7 separate regions of the Mus musculus genome follow, and regions 2, 3, 4, 5, 6 and 7 are each linked to region 1. The links are chromatin contacts, called in public Hi-C, Micro-C and promoter capture Hi-C maps. All regions are on one chromosome and are shown on one strand. The core of a region is the stretch at or near the end of the contact, and the rest is flanking DNA. Distances in the headings are between cores, read along the strand shown.

What was found. Promoter capture Hi-C pulls out the DNA fragments that hold promoters and counts their contacts. A called contact is a pair of places that touch in the nucleus more often than the background predicts. Capture Hi-C pulls out chosen DNA fragments and counts their contacts.
Region 2: a contact with region 1 is called in a Hi-C map of B cells, with 6 read pairs. The contact joins the promoter of Stx4a here to the promoter of Rabep2 in region 1. A contact is called at or near these places in 1 of 484 Hi-C or Micro-C datasets (B cells) and 1 of 115 datasets of contacts at active chromatin or transcription factors (microglia).
Region 3: a promoter capture Hi-C map of neutrophils shows a contact between it and region 1, with 4 times the contacts expected there. The contact joins the promoter of Setd1a here to the promoter of Rabep2 in region 1. A contact is called at or near these places in 5 of 39 promoter capture datasets (the C10 cell line, liver, neutrophils and 1 more), 1 of 484 Hi-C or Micro-C datasets (B cells) and 1 of 115 datasets of contacts at active chromatin or transcription factors (double positive thymocytes).
Region 4: a promoter capture Hi-C map of neutrophils shows a contact between it and region 1, with 4 times the contacts expected there. The contact joins the promoter of Fbxl19 here to the promoter of Rabep2 in region 1. A contact is called at or near these places in 3 of 39 promoter capture datasets (liver, neutrophils and pre-B cells).
Region 5: a promoter capture Hi-C map of adipose tissue shows a contact between it and region 1, with 3 times the contacts expected there. The contact joins the promoter of Ctf1 here to the promoter of Rabep2 in region 1. A contact is called at or near these places in 3 of 39 promoter capture datasets (liver, neutrophils and pre-B cells) and 1 of 9 other capture datasets (adipose tissue).
Region 6: a promoter capture Hi-C map of neutrophils shows a contact between it and region 1, with 7 times the contacts expected there. The contact joins the promoter of Phkg2 here to the promoter of Rabep2 in region 1. A contact is called at or near these places in 4 of 39 promoter capture datasets (liver, neutrophils and pre-B cells), 1 of 484 Hi-C or Micro-C datasets (B cells) and 1 of 9 other capture datasets (adipose tissue).
Region 7: a Micro-C map of embryonic stem cells shows a contact between it and region 1, with 7 times the contacts expected there. The contact joins the promoter of 1700008J07Rik here to the promoter of Rabep2 in region 1. A contact is called at or near these places in 3 of 39 promoter capture datasets (hippocampal neurons, liver and pre-B cells) and 1 of 484 Hi-C or Micro-C datasets (embryonic stem cells).

The regions. Positions count from the first base shown.
Region 1 is chr7:126,427,002-126,430,375 of GRCm38.p6, reverse strand. It overlaps Rabep2 (rabaptin, RAB GTPase binding effector protein 2), which reads right to left and starts at 1,609. Exons shown (of 13, transcript NM_030566.2): 1 at 1,220-1,609; 2 at 591-800. The coding sequence starts at 1,244.
Region 2 is chr7:127,839,970-127,843,343 of GRCm38.p6, reverse strand. Stx4a (syntaxin 4A (placental)) reads right to left here and starts at 1,536. Exons shown (of 11, transcript NM_009294.3): 1 at 1,276-1,536; 2 at 979-1,080; 3 at 800-899; 4 at 586-660. The coding sequence starts at 1,305.
Region 3 is chr7:127,775,773-127,779,146 of GRCm38.p6, reverse strand. It overlaps Setd1a (SET domain containing 1A), which reads right to left and starts at 1,758. Exons shown (of 19, transcript NM_178029.3): 1 at 1,634-1,758; 2 at 870-1,034; 3 at 546-641. The coding sequence starts at 1,019.
Region 4 is chr7:127,745,218-127,748,591 of GRCm38.p6, reverse strand. Fbxl19 (F-box and leucine-rich repeat protein 19) reads right to left here and starts at 1,817. Exons shown (of 11, transcript NM_172748.2): 1 at 1,455-1,817; 2 at 142-342. The coding sequence starts at 318.
Region 5 is chr7:127,711,137-127,714,510 of GRCm38.p6, reverse strand. Ctf1 (cardiotrophin 1) reads right to left here and starts at 1,808. Exons shown (of 3, transcript NM_007795.2): 1 at 1,732-1,808; 2 at 468-586. The coding sequence starts at 1,756.
Region 6 is chr7:127,571,789-127,575,162 of GRCm38.p6, reverse strand. Phkg2 (phosphorylase kinase, gamma 2 (testis)) reads right to left here and starts at 1,815. Exons shown (of 10, transcript NM_026888.3): 1 at 1,707-1,815; 2 at 1,197-1,309. The coding sequence starts at 1,291.
Region 7 is chr7:127,511,088-127,514,461 of GRCm38.p6, reverse strand. It overlaps 1700008J07Rik (RIKEN cDNA 1700008J07 gene), which reads left to right and starts at 1,593. Exons shown (of 1, transcript NR_024331.1): 1 at 1,593-3,374. Srcap (Snf2-related CREBBP activator protein) reads right to left here and starts at 2,479. Exons shown (of 34, transcript NM_001304266.1): 1 at 2,124-2,479; 2 at 222-297.

The DNA of each region.
Region 1 (3,374 bases), core at 360-2,859:
ATACTACTGCCAGGAAACAGAGTAGGGGCAGGTCTGACATCCTTGAGGACACTCTAACCTCTGCCCAGAGGAGAACAGGAAAAGGCAGAGGACCTGGGACCAAGAAAGCTGGTGTCTCCCAATCCACAGAGGCCATGAGACAGAGGGGGAGAAGGAAGGAGATGCATGTATTTGTGTAGGGTGCTGTAGGGATACCTGGGAAGGAAGGGAAATCATAGGACTAAGCTCAGAGACAACAGGCTGAGTTTCGAGCCTCGAGGCCCAGAGGAAAATGAGGGTGGTTCAGAGAAATGCGAAGTTTCTGGCTCGTATTCTGGGCTGATCTTATGTCAGCAAGAACAAGAAATGATACCCATGGGTATCATGGGTAAAGATGATTGCTACACTTAGCTGTGACTGACAAGAGTTGCTGACAACACTTGTGGTGTTTCTCTGCAAAATAGAAAGGGGCACTCAGGTTCTGGGACACAGTCTTTTCTCTGTTGAGCTACCTGAAGCTCATCTGAAGCCCTCCTCGCCCTGCATTCCCTGCTAGAGGGGCGCAGGCAGACAGGCTGTCGGGTGGGTTGTGTTGGGAGCGGGTGCCTCACCTTTCAGGATGGCCTGCAGGGAGGCCACCTCCTCTTGGCACTGTCTCTGCACTGCAGCCACTGCCTCCGCCTTGGTGCTCTCGCTCACCTCAGCTACAGCCTTCATGGTTTCCATTTCTGCCAGGGCACCGGCCAGTTCGGCACGAAGCCGACTGAGCTCACTTGACTCGGATGCATCCTTTTGCTTCTCTTGGGGCTGGGGATCCAGCGCTGTGGGGAGCGGGGAGTGGGGGGGACAGTGACCAAGATTTATTCCCACGGCTTGCCGATCTCCTAACACCTCAGGCCACCCAGCAGTCCAGTAACCCAGTCCTACTCTCCATCTACAAGGACCTCATCCCATTCCCCTGGTCCTGCCCCTCCCGGAGTCCCAACTAACTTGGCTCGACCGTCCAATCCCTTCCAGTGGCCCCGCCTCGCCCCCTTACCTGCCCCACCCACAGACACACCCACCGTGTAGGCCACGCCCACCCCGGTGGGCGCTGTGCCCCGCCCCCTTCCCGAGCCTCCGCGCTGGCCGGCTGCCGCCAGCAGTCGCATTCGGCTCCGCCCCCAGCCCCCTGCTCCCCACGTGCGCAGCGGCGCAACTCCCGCACCGATTCCTGGCCGCCGGTGCCCCCGATTCTCACCTAGGGTTGCTGGCGCAGCTGCCATCGTCTCAGCCCAAACGGCGGATTCCCGCACTCACTGGTGATGGCACTCCCGCTTCCGGGTCCGCTCGGCTGTTTCCGGATCCGCTCGGCTGTTTCCGGATCGGCTCTGCAGGGGCCGCGGGGGGTGGGAGGGCGGGATGGTCAAGAGACGCCGACTGCACTCGAGTGGACGCGCGGCCTGGATCCCGCCTTTCTTGCAGCCTCGTGGGACCGCCCCCGCGCTCCCGCGCTCCCTGGAAGCTCCGAGGGCTTCGGGTCTGCGGTAGTCTTCTCTGGTGCTGAGGATCTGCTGAGGCTCCACTCGAGGCCACCTCCTGGAACGCCTGGTCTTAGTCCTAGAGGACGCTGCGCGCGGCCTCCTCCTTCCCTCCGCCCGGCCGCCCTTCCGCCGTAACCCGACTCGCGTTACTGCGAAGTGTGCCCGGCCCGCCCAGCATCTCCGCCCCGCGGGCCAGGGCTGGGTTGGCGTTCTGAAGCTTGGCGCAGTCAGTGGCAGAGGTGCGAAATCTACGTGTCTCCAATCCCATTTTCATATGGCTTCCTGCAAATCTCTTTCTCCACTCCCAGGGCTGTAAATCTTTCAGCCTGGGTCTGGGTCAATCTCTCATTATGTATGACCTCTCGCTTTGGAGAGTCACAGCAATTCAAACAAGTACAGAGCCTGGGTCCCCCTGCCTCCAAACCGGTTTTCTATAAAAGACTTTGAACCTGGAAGTCCTTGATTCTTTGTGGTCTCCTTGGAATGCACACCAGTGTACTTATACCAGGATGCCTTCCTCATTTCTCCAGCACTAACACCCAATCGTAGTACCCATCACGCCTGAACTAGCAAGATAACCCTTATCTCCTCCTCCTATGTGCCTACTGGTGGGCTTTTAGTGTTAGAGGGAGCCCACTACAGATTATCCCCAGACAGCCTGTGGTGGTTTGAAAATGCTTGGCCCAGGGAGTGGCACTATTTGGAGGTGTGGTTTTGTTGGAGTGGGTATGGCCTTCTTGGAGAAAGTATGTCACTGTGGGTGTGGGTTTTAAGACTCCCTCCCGACCCCCACCCCCGGCTGCCTGGGAGCCAGTCTTCTGTCTTCAGAACAAAATGTTGAACTCTCAGCTCCTTCTGCATAATGTCTGCTTGGATGCTGATATGATCCTGCCTTGAAAAATCTCATGAAAGAGATTTATTGGAGGGTCCTGGGTGTGAAGAACAAATCCAGGGGTGGCTGCCCTCTGTTCCCAGGAGCAGACAGCACGGAATTAAATAGAGGGCAGAGCTTAGATAGGATTTCTTAGGGGTGGAGCTTTTCAGGGCAGAGAGTTCCAGATTAAGGATTGGTGGGATTTCAAGTCCTGACTTTGGGGAGCTCAGGGATTGGTGGGGTTTTGCGGGAAGCCCAGAGATTGGTGGGTTTCCCTGCTTAAGGATTGTTGACTCCCCCCCCCCCCCCCCCCGCCTTCCTTTTTTCCTGCATCTAGGCTATGGGTTAAGGTAGGAAGTCCTTCCTGGCCACAGCCGGCTTTTACTGAGGCACCACCTCTGTAGGGCCGCTGGCGAGGCTGGAGAGCTCCTGCTGTAGTAATTCACCAAGAGTGTAGGCCGAGGCAGGAAAGGCGTTACCACCGTGGACAGCTCCTGCTGAGGTGGGGGCGGGGGTAAGGAAATGCATCCGAGTGGACAGCTCCTGTGATGGCTGCAGGCTGAGAAGGCCTCCTCCCTGCCACCATTTTGACAGGAGCTGGCATTTTTGATAGCTTCTGCGAGGGCATTTTATTGTGGCTGGGGTTGACTGCCGCTTTGACATCTTTTGCGGGATGCCATTGAGGGACTACATTGTGGGTAAAAGTATTTGCTGTGGGAGCCCGATGACATCGTTTACAGCTTCAGCACCCACAGCAAAGCAGATTTCCTCTTGGTTACAGGCTAGCCTTGTAGAGGAATTTTAATCCAGCAACCTGGCTGCTCTGGCAAGGAATCACATCCAAAGATCTAGGTGTAAGTTTTATTCTATTTTTTTTTCTGTATATTCAGCGACTTTTAGTGGTTTCTTCATACACTCTTCTCCTGGCTCCTTACAATATCTTCTCAGCCGGGCATGGTGGCGCATGCCTTTAATCCCAGCACTCGGGAGGCAGAGGC
Region 2 (3,374 bases), core at 287-2,786, 1.4 Mb before region 1:
AGGAGTTTCTTGTTTTCTAACATTTTTATTACATAGTGACTATGAACAGGAATGCCTTCTGGTAGTAATGCATAATGGAGGAGGAGGAGAAGAAAAAAGAAGGAGCGAGCTTTTAATTTAATCTCAGCACTCAAGAGGCAGAGAAAGATGGATCTCCGTGCATTTGAGGCCATCCTGGTCTATATAGGAGGAAGAGGTGGAGGAGTAGGTGAGAAGAGAGAAGGGAGAGGAGAAGGGGGCGAATTCTGAATTTCTGAGATATGTTTTTCTTTGAATTACACCAGTGGGTTCCCACAAGCGTGGAGGAACCTCTCATCTGCTTGCCCAAAGAATACACACTGGCCTGAAAGGATGAGAGCAGTAAGTAATTTTGAATTTAAACTTAAAATAATAATAAAGGAATCTGAGAGGCCATAATGTGCTCTGCAAAGTACCATGGCTTTGATGCCATGGGACAGAGATCCTAGACCCAAGTCTGCTGTGTGACCTGGATCTATCACTTGACTGTATACAACAACTAGATACACCAGCAACTGGGCTGAATCAAAGGGAAAGATATGGCTGAGACCCTTGAAATTCATTCACCTTTTAGCTGCGCCCGGACCTCTCTCCCCAGCTGTTTGATCTCCTCTCGCAGGTTCTGCAGGCCCTGCTTCATGCCTAAACGAGAAAGCCAACACTTCTAAATCACAGCCTCTCCCACAAACCAAAACCAAACCCATCCTGGCCATCACCTGAATAAAACTACATCCCCCATAGTCCACCGGGCTGGCGTGCGTGAGCCCTAGGTTTCGCTTACTCTCCTCGGGAAGAGGCGTGGCCAGGATGGTGACCTGCTGTTTCTCCAACTCCCGGACTTTACTCTCCAGTTTGGCCATAGTCTGCCGAATTGTCTGCACCTAGGAAGGATCACCAAGAGGGCTGAAGACTTAAGTGTCACTCTAGTCCGCCCTACTCCTCGGTTCTCCTGACCCTTACCTTCTGGAAGAACTCGTCGTCCGGGCTGCCCAACCGGGCAGCACCTGAGTGCACCACCAGCGCGACTCGAACCTCATCTTCATCGTCTGAGATGTTATCCCCCTGCCAGGGCCGGAGTCATTGGCGACAGTTGCTCGCTGCGGTTCTCGCCCCGCAGGAACCATGGGCTTCCGGGATTTTCCTTCCTGGCCATCAGCCACCCGCCCGGGACCCAAAACCAGGAGTCCTCACTCCAGCGCGCCCGCCCGGCCCCGCTTCTCCTCACTCCAGGGTGTCCTCACCATCCCGGTTTCTCACCTGCCTCAACTCGTGGGTCCTGTCGCGCATGGTGGTCGGAGTGCCCTGGACCCGAGCCCAAAGGGCCTCAAGGTTCTAAATTTGGAAGTCCTGCACCTCTCTCACACTTGACACCCCCTCCCTCACCCAGCGAACTCCAGTACACCCCGGAGCCGCCAAAGGCCCCACCCCTTTCACCATCCACAGTCGTGGGGAAGAACCCGATCATAGGACCCCCAAAGTTCTACAGGTTGGAATTCCCTTCTCTTCCCCCCATCCTGCTCCCGCAGCTGCCGCCCCGCCCCTCGGGGGATGACTCCGAGCATGCGCGCGAGGGCTCGGCTCGTCCTCGCTAGAGGGAAAGGCGGAGGTCGGAAGCAGTGGCAGCCGAACGGAAGCGAGGCTGCCTGAGTCCAGAGCCCGCCCCGCTGCTCCCCCCCCCCCCACTACCGGAACATCTCATATTGGAGCCGAGATCTAGTTGCCCAAAGGGTTGGGAATGCGTCATTTGCACGCAGTCTGAGAGCCTCGTATCTCACATCACCCCATGGCGCCCCCTCATCACGTGACAGGCCGGGCCCAGCTCCGCGGGCTGCACGCCCGACCGCCAGTCATGTGTTCCGGCCTGTCAGCGACGTCTCGGGCTTCAGTCTCGCGACGTCCCCGACACCCCAGCGTCTGAGCTGTGCCCCAACAGCTTCTTCGAGGTGGGGAAGGGTACACTGCCTACTCTCAGCCACCTACTAAGGATGCTCTGTAGAATTCACTTTTTTGTTGTTTTAATTTTGGGTCCTCGGGCGTGGGCAAAGTGAAGACTTGCATTTGGGGCTGTCAGTATCATGAGACCTTGGAAATCAGGAAATAATAAGACCCGAGTCTCCAGCGTCAGGGAATTGCAGGGTTTTGTAGGCAGAGAATCTGGGGGTGGGAAGTGACCTCAGCCAAGGTGGCGCTCCCCCCGCTGCTCCCCCGCGTCCTCCTGGCACAGCCTCTGACAGGTGGGCGGCCTATGCCCCGAGTGAGCATTGCAGTCCCGCTGAGCTCGCTACCTTCTGAGCAGCACGACAATTCCAGAGCAGCTCAGACTGAGAAAAATGTACTGTTACCTCCGCAGCCCTGCCTTACAGCTGACGTCTCAGCATGACTTGCTTTTCTTTAACGGAATCCCCAACACCAAATTCGGTAGCTGCCACATAGCAGTCCTGCATAGAAGATTTGATCCGAATAGTAGCCTTTCCTGTATTTGAAACTAAAGCCCGTGGCTTCCTGATCTTCTTTACGCTTCTCTCACGGTGCCATTTCCCCAGATTTGTTTGTTTGTTTGTTTGTTTGTTTGTTTGTTTTTCGAGACAGGGTTTCTCTGTGTAGCCCTAGCTGTCCTGGAACTCACTCTGTAGACCAGGCTGGCCTCGAACTCAGAAATCCGCCTGCCTCTGCCTCCGGAGTGCTGGGATTAAAGGCGTGCACCACCACTGCCCGACTTCATTTCCCCAGCTTTGACCCTCCAGAAATACATTCACTTGATAGATTTATTGGACACATACATACTAGGGAATAGATACTGATATGGGCTAGCGACATATCAAGGACCAACAGACCAAAGTCCTGTGCCCTGTGGAACTTCTATTGTATAGAAGCTTCCCCCCCCCCCGCACCCCCCAAAGTCCCTCAGCAGGTGTCAGAACAGCTAAAAATGGGTATTTGAATACCTGAAAGTTCATCAAAAGAAACAATAGTCAGTCCCTTTCTGGTTCTGGGCGAGAAGCCTAGATTTCTGAGTTGCTATGGACTTTTGGAGAGTCATGTTTGTCTTTGGACCTTGGTCTCCCATCTCTGAACTAGGGGTGACTGCAAAGGACTGGGAAGGTCATCAAGACTGCAAATTGTAGGGCTCAGCGGTTAAGAGGTTGAGAGCACTGACTGCTCTTCCAGAGGTCCTGAGTTCAATTCCCAGCAACCACATGGTGGCTCACAACCATCTGTCATGGGATCTGATGCCCTCTTCTGGTGTGTCTGAAGATAGCAACAGTGTACTCATATACATTAAATGAATAAAATCTTTAGGGCTGGAGAGATGGCTCAATGGTTAAGAGCACTAACTGCTCTTCCTGAGGTCCTGA
Region 3 (3,374 bases), core at 509-3,008, 1.3 Mb before region 1:
TCAGTAAAGCTGCTCAAGAAAGGGGGGATTCAGAAGGGTGAAGCCACTGCACAACTTACTTTACCAATAATCAGTAAAAGAAAACAAAAACAAAATTAGGAGGAGACAAAGAACTACCAATTTTCGAGACAGTCCGAAGTTTGAAGAATATCTTATTACAGTAGGGAAGCAAGCTGCTCGTACAGACAGGACAGAGGAGCACACACAATGACAGCAAGAACACACAACTCCAAGTGCACAGTGGTCTTAGCAGCATCCTTAATTGCTGAATAACTTGGCTATCCCACTGTCACAAGGCTTCAGAATACCCACCCATACCTCATCCTTCCAGACATCAATACCCTTGTCACCAGATATATACTAGAGTCACCTCAGCTATACATGTATACCTTCTGTCCAAAACATCTCAGTCTCACAGACACAAAAAGCAATGAGATCTGGCTGTCATAGTTCCTTCGGAATAAACACTTTGGTAGACTGTGTGAAGCCCAGGGTCCTTGACACTCTCCAAGGACCAACATGCAGGGAGACCAGCAGGCACTCACCTTAAACTTAGGAACCGGGAGGGAAAAGTCTCTGGCTTTGGACCTGACATGACAGCGGGGGTCCTGGAGGTCTTCCACGGGGGTATACTTTGAGTCCTAACAAAGAAAGCAGGAAGAGATGAAACCAGGCTGAAAATTCACCAGCCTACTGACTCTATAAAGCCCATGTAGAAGCCAACATACAGAAGAGCTGGGAGAGCTTGCTCATTCTCAAAAAACCAAACTACAGGTATAGGAAGTCTGGGTGTTGAATACTGAACAGGGGGAAGCGGGGAGGGGAGATTGGAGGTCCAAATAAGTCAAGAAAGGCTCGAGGGCACTCACACTGACACTGAAGTGGACTCCGTCATAGCGGTACACCTTCTGGGAAGGCCTGCGCAAAGCAGGGTCCAAAGCAGGATCCACTATGAGCTTGTAGTTCCGCCACTGGAAGCTCGGGGCTTTCTGCCCGTCTCCCCCACCTTCCTGGTCCATCTTTGCTCATTTACACTGTCAGGAAAAGAGGGATACGGAATGGGAGTCCACGACTTAGGCCTGACTCCCTTGCTGTCCCCTCAATGTCTAGCCCCGATTCCAGGGTCTCACATCAGTCCAGTCCCCGACACCTCAGCATGACCCGTGGCTCCCTCAGATCTTGCCCTGAGGAGCTGGGCTCACTATGGCACTCCATTCCTCTCCATCCCCAATTCTACCCTCAGGGCCCAGGCCCATCTCGCGCCCCCTTACCTTCCCGCTCTCCCCAGCGCGCCCCACTTGGCCTCCACGCAAGACCCCTCCCCCGTCCCCTCGCAGGCCCCGCCCCCTCCCGCCTCCTCACCGGCCAAGCGGCCCGGGCCGAGCCCCGCTCCCGCTCCCACACAGCCGCTCGCGTCCCCGCGCCCCGATCCTCCGAACCAGAGGTGGCACCTCTTCGGGGCGTTGGAAACACCGCGAGACCGAATCTGAGACCCAGCTTCGGTCCCTGAATCCAGGCGGGGGGGTGGGGGGAGGTAACGCGCGCCGCTGCCCTCTCCTCCCGCCCGGGCGCGTTCGGTGTCGTCCACCCCCCCCACCCCGTCGGCGCGCACGCGCGCCGGGGCCCTACTCACCCGCTCGTGGCGAGCGGCTCACCCTCCCCCCACCGCGCGCAGCACCTCAGCGGCGTGAGGCGGCGGCGGCGGCGGCGGCAGCGCGAGACCCGGCCCCGCAGCGGTGGCGGCGGCGGCGCCCCCCCACCACCACCTCCCCGGCGCGCGCACCAAACACCACCGCCACCTGCGCGAGGCCCAGCGGGCACAGCGTCTGCATCCGCACTTTCGCTACAAGGACTGCGGAGCGATCCACGGGGCCGAGGGTAGCGGCCTTGCCTCGGCCGGCGCCCTGCGAGGCTCGGGAGTTGTAGCCCAGGGAGCCTGAAGATGGGCCGCATTCCCCGGAGAGTGGACCGCACCACCCTGATCCAGCTGCTCCGGCCTTGGGGTTCCTGGCGAATCGGCGGCGACGAAAGCTGCGACGAGCCCCTGAGGGAAGGGGGCGGAGCGAGGGGGAGGACGCCAGCCAGAGCTCGGGAGATTTGAGTGGCGCGTCCAACGACGCAGATTCGCGAGGCGGGCGGGGCGAATGAGTGGACAGGATGCGCGCTCCTCGGCTCCTCTTCCCTGCCCCTTCCTTGCGCAGCCCGAATGCCTATGAGGCTGCAGTGCAGATTCGCCACCGTCCTGGGCTTTGGCCGTCACCTCTTCTCACCTGCTGTAGAGTCAAGAAAATGACGCCTGGCTCGCCAAGCCCTGTTGGCAGAGTCGACCTCTAGTCCTGGATTTTTTTTTTTTTCAGTAGAACGACTCAAGGAACAGCACACTTCCTACTTAGTGCGAAATGGTTACAAGGAAGAAGTCTTCTCGGCGTTTCCTGAAAATTTTCAGACAAGAAAAGCTGCCCAAATAATCCTAAGGAGTCGGGTAGCGAATCTGCCGATCCGGTTGTGGGCGGGGCTAACGAGAGAGGCGTGGCCAGGCGTGCGGAGCCCGGCGTAACGGGCTGCTTCCCTTAGAATCCACCAAAACCTGGGAGGGGTGGGAGGTGGAAAAATACAACCAGGAGGGGTGACTCAGGCGCTTTGCCTACCGACGCACAGAGTGAAATGATCGGTTCCTTCCCGCTTTTATATTCGGGCTCCTGTTGTTTTTCAGACAGCATGACATCGAACTTGCTATATAACGGAGGATGGCCTCGAACTCCAGATCCTTTTGCCTCTATTTCCTGAGTACCGGAATTACAGGTGTGCACACCATAACCGGTTTATAGCATGCTGGGAGATCTAACTCAGGGCTTTCTGCGTGTTAGGCCAGTACCCTAGTTACACCTCCCTTGGGCTAGTTTTAAAATGTTCCTTCTGAGCCGAGCAGTGGTGGTACACGTCTTTAATCCCAGGACCTGGGAGGCTGAGGCAGGTGGATTTCTGAGTTGGAGGCCAGCCTGGTCTACAGAGTGAGTTCCAGGACAGCCAGAGCTACACAGAGAAACCCTGTCTCAAAAAAAAAAAAAAAAAAAAAAAAAAAAAAAATGTTCAGTGGTTAAAATCAGGGTTCTGTTGAGCTTAAAAGAAACATAAAGACCCTTAAGTAGATCCTATAAAAAGTAAAGGTCTGATGTAACCCGGTTATTCTTGAGCAGTTTTTAGGCAAGGGCTACCTATGCTCATAGGATCCCGCTGCGAAACTTAAGGACAGACCTCGTTCAAGCTTCACTTGGGAACCCAAAACTGAGATCGTCCCAAGGTTCAACACCCTTTTCATCCAGCGAATGAATACAGGCTCTCTGGTCTCTGGAAGAACTGCACTCTTGCCAAGG
Region 4 (3,374 bases), core at 568-3,067, 1.3 Mb before region 1:
AGCAGCACCCCTAAGGGACCCCGGGGAAGCTGCTGCTGCTGGACACCCAGAGAATGCTCAGGCCCCGTACTACTACTGATGGTGCTCTGGGCAAATAGGCCTGAGGTTCCACATACCCCAGGCATGGGGCTCAAGACTCACCGCGGTGCACTGCCGAAGCAGGCACGACTGCTTCATGCGCCCGGGCCCCCCGAACTTCTTCATGTCTCGGCAGAAATGGCAGTCCCCGCACTCAGTTCGCACACAGGCCCGGCAACGACGGCAGCGGGTTCGGCGTCGGCGCGCTCCGGCCCCCGGTCCCCGGCTGCTCGACGACATTGGGGGCGTCAGCAACGCCGAGGGCTGTAGGCAGATGGTTGGTAAGGTCAGAGAGGCCTGCAAAGCCTGGCCTGAGAGTCTCCTGGCCGCAAGCTCACTACACCTCTGATGGGGGCAGAGCTTCTGTTTCTACCCTCAGAGAAGGTCAGCCTTTTAGTGTGTGTCCTGAGCAGAGGGCCACTCCCTCAAGACCTCCCGCCTGCTGGAAGGAGGGACACTGAGGCCCCTCCTCTAACATCCCAAGCCCAGGTTCCTGGAAAAGGCTTCAGATCTGTAGCATTACCTGAGGGAGCTTCAACTCATACCTGTTGTTACCCACACCCCCCATTCCCTCACTGATTTACCTCCAGATTCCAGGGGCATGCACCACACTCTTTCCCCTCTCCCTTCTCTCACGTGGGTACTTAGTCATCCAAACCTTTCAAACCTTGGTACTCTAGCCAGACCCACTCCATTTCTAGTGACCCAGTGTGTGCTCTCCACTTCCCCGGGCTGACACCCCTGAAATGCTTAGTGTCCCCTCTCAGCCCACACACAAGTCCTTGGGGGCTCCAAATTATCCAATAGGATCCCTCAGGCAATCTGGGTAATCTCCCAGACTCCCTAGGATTCTACAAGTTGCCCTAACATCTCAACAAAATTCAAGGTGGGCTCGGCTTTAGGTCTTCCCGCCCCCATTCACATCTTACCAGCCTGCTTTTCATCCCTAATTGTCTGGAATCCCTGGGGCTCTCCTGCCCCTGGAAACCAGATCCTCTGAAATCCCACATGGACTCAGCAAGCCTGGGGGGGTCTCTTCCCAATCAGTCTTAGACCTGCTTCCCCCAGGCTTCTCCCTTTCCAAGGACTTCCAGACCATCCACAGGGTATGGGGCCCTCCAGCACTCCGGGGGAGGGGCCTAGAGGGCGGCGACTGGAGGCGGGGTGGAGGGGGAGGTCTGCAAGGGGCAGCAGGGTCGGGGAAGGAAGGCCACTTCCCTGGGGTTGGAGGTTATAGGAGAGAAGGTTGGAGAAGGAGTTTGGAGCAAAGGGAGGGTGAGGCTGGGGGCGGGGAAGGAAGGGAGAGGCCAGGCTGAGGATGAATGGGAGTGGGAGCTGCCCAGGTCTGGGGGTGAGGAGGAGCCGCATGAACCCACCTCACACGTGTCCCGGGAGCCATCTCTCCCTTCTCGGCAGCTCCCGGCGGGTCGGCGGCCATCGGCGGCGGGGGGGCCGGGCGGCGCGGGGCGCTGAACGCTCAGAACGCCGGGGTCCACGGCCCCCCGAGGGCGCTCGGCCCCTCCCTCCGGCGGAGGCCGGGACAGCAGCGAGTGGAGATGGGGAGCGCCGGGGGCGAGGCCCTCCCACGGGCTGCGGCGCGGCCCTTCCAGGGGGAGGTCCTGCTCTGGGGGGCTCAGTCCCTCAGCCCCCCCAGGCCAACGGGGGCTCCTCGGGCGCAGGGTGCTCAGCTTTTGCCCGGGCCCCACTCAGTCCCGGGTATGAGTCTCAGCTCCCCACCCCCACCTTTCCCCAAAGCCCCCGACCCTTAACTGGCCCCTTCCCAGCTCCAACTGCCCAGGGGTCCAGGGAAAGACCAGGGGCCCCCCACCGTTTCCGGGGTTCAAACCCCGCCCACCGCCGGTTCCCGGGGAGGGGGGGGTCGCTGCAACCTGCCCCCCTCCCCTGGGTCCGCCCCTGTACTGCGGCCCCCTGACCTACAGAGACAGGGCGCGCAGAGGGGGGTGAAGGAAGCTGCTCCGGCCCCGCCCCCCCCAGCCTGCACGCGCCCCCGCCCTCCCCCCTTCAAACGCGCGACCCTCAAGATATAAAGATTTAAATAAAATTTGAATAAATCCACTCCTAAAATGGGAGGGTATAAGGAAAGGATGGGGCAGAGGCAGGAAGGGGGTGGGGGCAGTTGGGATGTCTTAGCACCCCTACTCCCCTAGCCTCGCGCTGCTTCGGCCCTGGGCCCAGGTCGCCGCTCTCATCCCTCCTCAGCTCCTTCCTCCTTCCTCCTCTCCTCCCTCTTCCCTCCCTTCTTCCCACCTCCTCCTCCTTTTTACTCCCTCCTTCTCCCAGAGGAACCCCGCCCCCTTCTCCCTCCTTCCTTCACCACCTTTACTTTCCAGGACGAGCGCGTGCAAAGCACGACGGGAGTTGTAGTTCTCCAAATTCTAGCACTATCGTGGGAAAAGTGGGACACAAGGGCCAGCCGGTACTACAAATACGATGGCGAGAAGGATGCCACGCTGGAAGCCGAGCATGGCGGGAATTATAGTCCAGTTGACCCGAGACTCCCCGTAGCAGGACATAGAGAAGGAGCGGGAAGAATGACTACAAGCAAGATGGCCTTTTCCCCCGACCCGACCTCCTTTCCAGGCACTCACACGCCCTCTGGTCCACAACCCTCCGCGCGTGTGGTACCTGACGGGAGTCGCAGTCCAGCTGCTGCCTTCCCGCTGCCATTTCTACTCATCAGGAACAATGGAAAGGTGAAAAGAAACGAGGACTACAAGCAAGATGGCGATCGAGGGGCGTACACCTAATAAGTCGATCTTATGAAGTGGGATGGGAATAGTAGTTTTCTAGCCTTCCTATGTTCCTTTAAGAATGCCAGAACCGGGAGGATAAAGAGACTACCGTAAAGATGGCAGGATACCTAACCTTTCCTGGCTGCTTCATTCTACCACTTGGAGCTCCTCGCCCGCCTGAACTATCAAAATCCCGCACTCGATGATGCAAAGCCAGACGGGAATTGTAGTCTTCCTCGCTCCCCTCTTTATCTTCTGTCGAGACAATGGAAGTGAGCGGGGCGGGGACTACCACAAAGATGGAGGGTGAAGGAGCACATGATGCTATGGGATTTGTAGTCCAACCGCTAATACTATTCTCGGCGGATGTGTAGGAGAGGACTACTACAGAGATGGCAACCTAGTCGCTTGCCCCTCGGTGCCGGTACCTGGTGGGTTATGTAGTCTCTGCTTTAGTTGTACAGAGAAAGGACGCTACTGTTGAAATATGTATCACCGTGAACACGCCAAATTGCTAGCGGACGGAAACGGAAAGTCTCTTTG
Region 5 (3,374 bases), core at 559-3,058, 1.3 Mb before region 1:
ATATTTTGTAAGTAGTTAAGAAAATAAAATTCCCTAAGTTCAAGGGCTTATACACAGCTCCCACCTCATGTCTCTTTTATGGGTACAGATATTAGTTACATTTAAAAGAATAAATATTACAGGGTCCTTTACTGTGTGGCCAGAAGAAAGTTAACATTCCCCTCAGAAACTTTTGATTTCCACTGCTGGGGCTGAGATGGAAGAAATGGGTGGCTGAAGACATCTGTGAGCAATCACCCTCATTCCATGCCCCAACCCTACACCTCCTCACATATTCCTCCACCAACCTACAACTCCTCACATATTCCTCCACCATCCTTAGACCTCCTCACGTATTCCTCCACCAACCCTACAGCTCCTCACGTATTCTTCCACCAACACTACATCTCCTTATATATTCCTCCACCATCCCTGCATCTCCTCACGTACTCCTCACGTATTCCTCCACCATCCCTACACCTACTCACGTATTCCTCCAGAAGTTGTTCTGCATATTTGGTCAGGAGGCGGGCAAGGTTGTGTGTCTGGCGGATCTTGGCCTCCAAATGGGGTAGGAATGAGATTGAGGAGTCAGTCTGGTGGTCTTCTGGTGGGAAAGAGAAGGAAGTGAGAGGTTATAAAGGCAACCAAACCCCACTCCTTAACCATCTTTCCCAAGCTGGCTCTCCCTGAACCCAGAGTCTCTGCTCTGGATGCTAATATTCAACCTACGAAGAATCTGCCCCATCCCAGGCACCAGATCTCCACCAAGCAGTTTCTCTACATAGATGTCTCTCCTGTCCTCAGGTCACTATTGAAATACTACTAGGACCAAATTCAAATACCTCCTTCTTAGTGCTGCCTCCAAGTTCTCCCTATTCTCAAATCAATTTCTTCCTTCCACTTTAGGGAATTTGTTCATACTTCCAAAGTAGCTTCTTTTATCCGTGTGAATCTGTCTGATCCTGAGACTCCTCACTCTACATCACCGATACTATCCAGAAACTCTTTAAGGTCAAAGTTCACATATCTTTGGATTTCTCCAACTCTTGTTTGAATTCAGTCAGCATCTCTGAAGCACTGAACGCGCCTTTCCGGCCCCTTGTACAGATAGAGAAACCGAAGACCTATTCCCTTCATGTTGCTCCTATGTGACCTGCTAGGCTCAGCAGCATCAATGAATCAACGACAGGATGGCCTTCCCTGTTTAGAGGGTGGTGCCACGGGAAGCCGACTACATTTCCCAATATGTATGTTGCCGGGACCCCAATGCATGCTGGGGAATGTAGTCCTGACCCGACAATCCCCTCCGTCGGAGTTTCCCACCGCCAGCCGAGATCTCCGAAGCCTGTATTTTGAGCTCTCGTCACTTGTAGCTTCTTCGAAGATCAAAGACTTCCTTAACTCGGCCTCTCCCTCCAGTCTTTCAGCTTTGACTCTTTCCTAATTCTCAAGAAGCACTATTATCCTGTTCCAACCCGACCCCAGCCCCTTTTCAGGGTGTACTCACCCATATATATTCGGTGATCTAACCCCTGAACCCAAGGCCCTGAAGCCTCAATTCCTTGCGCCTGCTCTTTCTCCCAACTCACCCGCTGGTTACCTGACACCGGCGTCTCCTCTCCCCCGCCCAGGCCGTTCCCCTCCCAGACTTGGGGGTGGGGTGGTGCTGACAGACATCCAAACCCCAGCTTTCGATCCCCCCGACTCCTATTCACCAAGGACACAGGATCAAGTCATTCAACCCCTTACCCAGACTTCCCTCCCTCTGGCTCATGCTGGCCCCAGGCTTATCCAGGTTCCCTCAACACACCCCTCCGGGGGAGGAGGAGGGGAGGGGGAAAAAGGGGGAAAGGGCTAGGGGCGTGGCTCGGGCTCGGCCAATCATAGTTCAGACCCCAAATATTTCCTTCCCACCATTACTTTCAGTCAAAATTCCTTGGCCCAGAGCTCAGTAACCGGCTTGTGAGCTTAGACTGGGAAGGGGCCAGAATTGGGAGGCAGGTGTTGGCACAGTGAATGGGAACTTGGGCCTTTAAGGCAGTTCTGTGTCCTGTTGGGAGGAGACTCAGGCTCAGACCTGAGGTAGAGCCTGTTTATTGGCTGCTTTGGAGGGAAAAGCTGGGAAACCTGAGAGGAAAGGTGCAAGGCTGGCAGGAGAAGAATGCAGGCAGGACTTCCTTTTTGGGGAAGACAAAGAGAGGCCAGGGAAGCCTTGTTTAGATTAGGGTCCACCTAAGGCACGCACCCCCTGGTCTAGTTATCTTAAATGCCTTCTAATTTCTCTGTCACACTGATCAGAAGTGAGACTGTTCCTCACCTTACCGTTAGAGACCCTCGCACGCACACATCTGTGTGTGTACTAAGGCATTCAGACCCAGCCTTCTACACAGGCAAGCACGAGCTTCAGGGAGGTCACACCCGAACAGCAACTCATTAACGTTGGGGTAGACACGGAAAGGACTGGACACACTTGCCTCTATAATTGGTTCCCAAGCACCTACTCTTGTCTTTGGCTCTGGCACAGAGAGGACCCAGATGATGAGGCGTCAGATGAAGGAGTATAGGCATATATTTTTTTTCTTTTTGCAACCTACTTTTAATAAACGTTTAACCTCTCCTCTTGCCCACCACCCATGAGAGGCAGTGGAAGAGAAAAGTTGTTAGAATATGGGGGAGGTGGACCTTCTCAGCAATAGTTCTTTGGGGGGCAAGCTTGGTCTCCTTTGTCAGCAGTTCAGTCCCATAGCAAACACCAAACACTCAGCAGCTACAGTCCAGTCCTCTAGGCAGGCAGACGCCATGCACAAACCAGCAGCTGTAGTTTAATCCTGAAGAAACTGCAAGGCTCACCAACTGGCCCAAGGCCACTGAAGCAGCAGCTGCCACAGGAACCTCAGGAGCAGCTCTTGGCTGGGTTTCTCTCAATGGTGGTGTAACCACAAGTTGAGCTCAACAACAGTATGTAAGGTGAACCAATACACTCGTGTTCTTAGGGAAGTACAGCAAGGCGGAGCAAACCACACCAATGCTCAGTGTCCCACTGACCCTGGGGTCACATTTCTACTCCTTCATCATGGGACCTTTCACCTGTGTCTGCTTCAGGACAACATTCTTTCATGTGTCTGCTTAACAAGACATCCTTTCACCTGTGTGCCCCAGCAAACTATCATTTGATATAACTGACTTTCCAAACCAGAAGTTTCCACTTGAGTGGAGCTTGTGAGAAAGGAAACTGGAAAAGCCTGCGTGAGAGGGTTAACACAAGCAGACTGTCAGAACAAAGTTCACTGGCAGAGCACACCATAGGTGAATGGTGAGGCCACAATGTCAGCAGTGGCCACACACACACACTAACCAGCAGTATGTATTGGGTATTCATGTGTGCCAAGCAC
Region 6 (3,374 bases), core at 566-3,065, 1.1 Mb before region 1:
ATCACCAGCCCTTCCCTATCTCTACATAAAGGCCAGAAAGAGCTTTTTAAATTTCTAAGTGTTTTAAGTGCCACCACAAGTGTCCTAACACAATTCCCCAACTCACACCAAATGCACAGCAGACTAGAAGGTGGGCTCTGCTTTTACCCTCGTTAACCCAAGCGCAGAGAGTAAGCGCCCTGCTCACAAGCACGCTCCACGTCATGGTACCGCTCTGAAAGCGTCCGCATCATGGCCTAAAGCCCCATTTTCCTCACTTCCTTTCTTGTCTTTCCCCACTCTGTCTATGGTCTAGCCACTGCCTTGAGCCCTGCACTAACTGCCCCCTCTAAATGAGAAGACACCCCCCCCCCCCAGCCTATTCTCACACTTTATGTCTCAGCTCAAGTCCTCGGAGCTGAGAATGTGGCTCTGTAGTAAAGCACTGTCTCTTAGGATGGGGCCCTGAGTTTAATCCCCAGCACCATGAACAACCAAACACCCCTCCCCCAACCCTCCTGTCATTTTCTTAGAAGTCTCCTAAAGCCCCTCCTCTGTGGAGACCCCGTTGATTGAATCCTACTGCCTACTTATTTTTTCCCCTAACGCTCCTTTCGACCTTTATCTTTTTTTCATTATGTAAAGATAGAAACATTTCCAAGACAGAAACTTCCTCAGGGTTCCTGTTCTGTCACTCCCTCACCCGGTGTTCTTGGTGCTTAACACAACATAACCAATACACTATGCTTCTGAAACTAAACCATAAAGCATCTGTGGTGGCGATCACAGTAGCAATCCCTGCTCCCCTCCCCGACAGGGTTTCTCTGTGTAGTCCTGGCTGTCCTTGAACTTCCTCTGTAAACCAGGCTGGTGTCAACTCAACAGAGATTCACCTGCCTCTGCTGGGATCAAAAGCATTCACCACCACCGCCCAGCTCCAAGCATCTTTTCTACAGACCCCTACTTCTCGAACTAGATACCTTTGAAATGCTCACGTGATGGGTATTTTCTACCTTCCCGTTGTCTGGACCACAAACAATTGTTGACAATATAGATGAATAGAGGAAAAAATGCGGGTTAACTCGGAATACTAGCCAAGTCACTAACTGTTTTCCACTGTCCACTTCCTAACTATCCAGTCTTCAGAAGGAAGCCTTATTTCCTGGCTGGGAGCTGACTACACTGGGCCGGTGTATGCTTCAGCTGTGAAGGCTCACCTGCCAATGATGTCCTTAGGGTCGTACTTCTGGTAAAACTCTTTGGCCGCAGCCCAGTCAGGGAGTTCATCCTCCGGCCCCACGTCCAACGTCATTCTGAGGGATGTGGGGGCCTGGGAGGAGGAAACGGAGGGCAGTGAGGGCAAGGAGGCCCACAGGTTCTGAGAGGATGCACATCGTGGCTCCCGGGGGCGCAGCACCTGCGGCTGGGGCGCCAGGGTCCTGGGGGTTGGGGGTGGGGTAGGGGAAGGATCAGGACCGGGGAGACCACAACGAAGGGCCTAGGGGGGAGGGAGGGAAGCAGGGCAGGGAAGAGGATAGGGAAGGGCGGGAGGGGGGAAAGGTGGCTCGGAAGAAGGGGGAAATGGCACAAGTGCGGGCGGCTGTTACCGCGCAAGCGCACTTGGCGTCCACTGGGAGGGGCGCGGGGGTCTCGAGCAGGATGACCCGTGCGAGCGGGGAGGGGGAAGGGAGGGTGGGGGGAGGGGGGTGAGGAGGGAACAGTCTAACCTGCGCAAAGACCCTCAGCTGCTTGGTTTATGTTTGTTCCTTTGCTTTAACCTGTAAGGCTCCCACAGCGACCTAAGGCACCGCCCCCATCATTGCAGCCAATGGCCCCTGCTGTTTGAGAACTAGGGATTAGAAACCCTCCGATTGGAAAATGGCAGTCCAATAGGAAGACGGGATTCCAGGGCGGACAAGGCCGTTGGCGCTAGAAGTCCCCAAAAGGTCTCCACCATGAGGAGGAGCCTGAAAAACAGCCAATCAACATGTAGCACTTGCTTTTCTCTCCTGGTGCTGCTGGTCTGTAAAGAGACACGGAAGTTAGGTTACCGGAAATGTGATGTCTCCGCACTACCTCACCGTGCCCTCGGACAAGGCCCTTTTAGTTTCCTTCTGGAATCCTCATTTATTATAGTAAGAGCCTGTTCCAAAATTCCTTTTTTTGTGGAAACCTGCGTGTAGACAAGTGTGGTCATGCACGCTTAATCCCAGCACTAGGAGGCGAGGCAGGCAGATGGATCTCTTGAGATGGAGGCCAGCATGGTCTACAAAGTGAGTTCCAGGACCGGCAGGGCTGTTTATACAGAGAAACTGTTTTGAGAAACACAACAAAACAAAATGCATATGCAGCTTGGCCGTTTGGTCCTGACTAGAGCTTTCAGGATAGTGTCCATCATCCTGGGGTCACAGACTCCTACCGTCTTGCTCCCAGACCCTCCTGCATTAAGTACACAAGGTTGTTAAGGTCCTGCCTAGAGTAATTCCAAAGCCAGACATATCCTAAAACCAAGGTTCTGGAGTAACAGCAAAGAAAAAAGCAAATCCTCAAGGTTACAGTCCAGCAAAAGAGAAATGATAATTTTTGTTTTTTTAGACGGTGTCTCACTATGTAGCCCTTGTTAGTCAGGGATTCGTTGTGTATCCCAGGCTGGGGTGGAACTCCAAAGATCAGTCAGTTTGAGTGCTGGGATTTAAGGCTCAGGACGCCTAGATTACAGCATGATTTTCTAACAGCTTTTTCTATAAGGAAACCAAGTAATTTAGTGTTTTTGCTTTCTGTCACTGTAGAGCCTTTCCTCATCAAGCTTAACTTTAACAACTTGCAAAAATAGTTTTGAACTTTCCTAAGTAGGTTTGTTGTTGGTACACAGGGGATAATTATTCTGAAATTAGTCAAAATAATGTATTCATATAATTAGGAACCGAAGAGTCTTCCTATGAGAATATGAAATCTGGAACTAGAGGAAGAACTACAGGTAAAATTTGGGCAATGGTGAAAAACAGATTAAAAAATAATTTTATATTTTCCAGTATTGATTTCTAAAAGGACCCCCAAAACAGAAGCTAGTATAAAGTCTAAATGCTGATTTCTCTTGGTTGCAAACAAAGGAACCAGGGATCTTTGGGAAATGACCAAGGACAACAATAATGTGTCAGGAATCACAACCTGAGCCTCCCGATATTCCATTTAACTCACAGACTTTAAGTAGGTGGGGTTTACTGCATGTTCATTATACTTGACTAGAACATATTTTAAAGATGACAGCAGGACTTGGGATAGAGCTTAGCTATTGAATGCTTGCCCAGCAGGAACAAGGCCAAGCAGAACTCCAAGCGCTGAAAAGAGAGAGAGAGAGAGAGAGAGAGAGAGAGAGAGAGAGAGAGATGGGTATA
Region 7 (3,374 bases), core at 344-2,843, 1.1 Mb before region 1:
CAACAAAAAAAAAAAACATAGAAAAACCTAATACTCTTAGTGCTCTCCCTAGTAGTGCCTGGGTAACACCTTCCCTTATTCAGCCTCAGTTTGGTTGTACTATCACCAAACCCTACATAGAAAACACATGCAGTAATCATTCACAACCTATTCTCTCATCATGTCATACAGTTTCTCCCATTAACATCAGCACACAAAATTTTATCTGAAGGTGAGCTCACCTGTGTGAGCAGAGACCACACCCCCTGTGAGAGTCTGCACTTCCACGGTGCCGTGCTGTACTGAAGGAAATCACACCTAAAACAGGAGAAGCAGCAGCAGTGAGGACACGACCCACATGTGTCAATCCATACTCATCTAAGGTTACGTACACCAGCTTTATTGGACTTTAAAATACATCCGAAGTCACTTCACAGAACAGTAACAGGGAAAGCTCATGCTTCAGAAAGTCATACAGTAAACTAGGCAAGGCTGTAGTAAATTGGGCAAGGCTCAGCCTTGGGGGTGGGGGTGGAGAAATGCTTCAGGGATTTAAGAGTATTCATTGCTCCTGCAGAGGTCCTGGGTTTTGTCCCAAGCACCTATATAGCAGCTCACAATAGCTCCAGCTCCAGTGGCCCAGATTATTCTTCTGGCCTGTCTGGACACCAAGCATGGATGTGGTGTATATACATGTTGTGGCAACAAAGCACAAAGTGTTTTGTACGGAGAATCTCACAGGGTTGTACATTCTGGCTGGGTAAGAGCAGAGAAGAAGACAACAAAACGTTTTAAAAGCTAAAAGTACTTAAAGCTCTGACAGACAACTGAAGGACAGAAACTTCTCATCTAGAAGTTAACAACGCCTCCTGGATGCCTGACAGCTTCCTTGTCTTTTCAATGAGGACTTAACAGAAATGAGGGCGGAGTTCCCCAAAACAAAAAGCAAATAGTTATAAAGTAAAGGAGGGCTATTTGAATACAGAAAGAGCGAGGTGGAACGGCCAAAGAACTTTAAAGAAAACGCTTTTCGTTTTTGGAGACAGGGTTTCTCTGTGTAGCCCTGGCTGTCCTGGAACTCACTTTGTAGACCAGGCTGTCCTCAAACTCAGAAATCTGCCTGCCTCTGCCTCCCAAGTGCTGGGACTAAAGGCGTGCGCCACCAACCGCCCGGCAAGAAAGAGCTTTATAAGCAGACTTAAGTGAGGAAGGCGCCAAGGAGCCCTAACAGCCGGAAACAAGCAGGGTTAATAAAGTATTCAAGATCCGGAAGCATTTGCCTAGTTAATTCCTTATCTAGGTGTTGTGCTGCCTTGATTCACCCTTCAGAAATTCCAAGGATTGGAGGTAATCCAAAACCATGAGGCCCCAACTATGGACTCCAGCCTTCTTTATGACCTCCCAATACCCCCCCACCCCCCCCGCAGTGGACTGACCCAGCATGACCCTTGACCTCTGCCAAGTTTTGACTCCTCAGACGGCGGCCCCGCCCCCTCGCGGTCGCCCACCCCACCCAACGTGCTCGACCGGCTGGGGGAGGCGCCGGCGCGTGCGCGGCCCGGAGGCGGGGTGAGCCGGCGGCGCGCACGGCCAGATTGGGGAGGGGAGGAGGGGGGGATTCCCGCCAGAACCCGATCCCATAGACCGGGTCACAGGACTCAGATGTCCGCGTCCGTCGGCGCCCCCACATCCACAGACCGCAAAGAGCTCGGGAAGGAAGGGTTCGTGCGCCAAGTCTCGGGCTCCTAAATGGCTTATGGTGGGCGCGCGCCCGGACTACTCGTCCCGTGCACCCCTTTCCCTCGTCCGCGCCCCCGAGGGGAGGCAGGTTGGTGGGCGGGCAGAAGCGCACCTGGGTCCGTCCTCTCGAGGGCTGCTCGTTCGCGCACGCGTGCGCAGAAGGGCAGGAGGGGGGCGAGGCGCCGCTCTGACACCAGGTGCCGCTCGGCCCGACGCCCTCCCCCCCACCCCCGGCTCCGGGAGCGCGCGCAGGCAACCTCGCTCGCCAGCCCCGGGGCCCCGCCGGGCGGTGCGCGCGCAGCACCCCGGGAAGGTGGGAAGCGGCGCTCGCAGATGCGCGCGCAGGCACCCGTCAGGGGAGGGGAAAGTGTGGGGCCTCCGCCATCTTGTCTCCCTCTCCTTACCTGCGTCCTCGGGGGCGTGCTCACCACCCCCCCTCCCGCCGAGGAGGGGGGAGGGCCCCCTCTTGGTCGCCGCCTTCACCACTTTAAATTCCCCTAAGGGCCGTAACACGAGCCACCCCGATGCTCCCACCGCTTCCAGTCACGCCGCGAAGAGGTGCTTGGTGAGTTGAAGAAAAAGGAGACGCTACTCCCAGCGACCCCGCCGCCGCCTCCGCTGCTCCCGAGGCCTCACCAAAATGGCCGCCGCCGTCTCGGCCGCCACCGCCACTAGCACCACCACTACCACCACCACCAAGGCTCGTTATCGCTACCGCCAGAGCGGCCCGTCTTCTCGCGATACACAGTAACTGGAGGCTGAAGGGGCGGGTAGGCTCGCGTGCTAGCGTAGGACTGTGCGGCGCAAAGCAAGGTGGGAGTTGTAGTTCGCTCCGAGGCTCCATGCTGGCCCAGCACGCTTCAATAGGTCTGAAACTCGTGCTGCATTGCAGCTGCCCACTGGGACCACCCTTTGGATTTCGGAGTTTTTGTTCTTACATATCACCCAGTGAAATGAAACAAATGAGTAGAAGAGCTTAGACCTACTGATTCCTACAGCAGTTACTTTTTGTTTTTGAAAGGTGAGGTCTAACAATGTAGCCTTGGCTGACATGGACTCGCTATGTAGATCAAGCTAACCTTAAACTTACAAAGTTGCTCCTGCGTCTGCCTGGAATGAACGTATGCACCACCACTACCAGCTGCGGTTGACTTTGTAACACCGGTTTTCCCAAGAACTCTCAAATACAAGTACCATAGGTTTGCAGTCTTTTACATTTAAGAACTATTTTGAGAGGTTGAGAACATAGCTCAGTGATTAAGAATATTGGCTGCTTCCACTTTGAGAGGACATTCTATCTCCACACTAAAGAAGCTCCTAACAGTTATTCCAGTTCCAAGGAATCCGACACCCTCTTCTGGCCTCAGAGAGCAATACACAAACACGGTGCACAGACATACACGCAAGTAAAACTCCCATTCAAGTCAAATAAAAATCCTTAAGGAAAAAAAGGCTGGGTGGTGGTGGCTCATGGCTTTTAATCCCAATAGAGGCTGACGAATCTCTGACTTCAGAGCCATCCTGGTCTATGAAGCTAGCTCTAGGACAACCAAAGCTACAGAGAAAAATTCCTGTGTCTAGGGGGGAAAAAATCTCTTAGAGAATCTGATACTCCCTTCCGATTTTAAGGATGCATTTATTATCTACAACGGTTC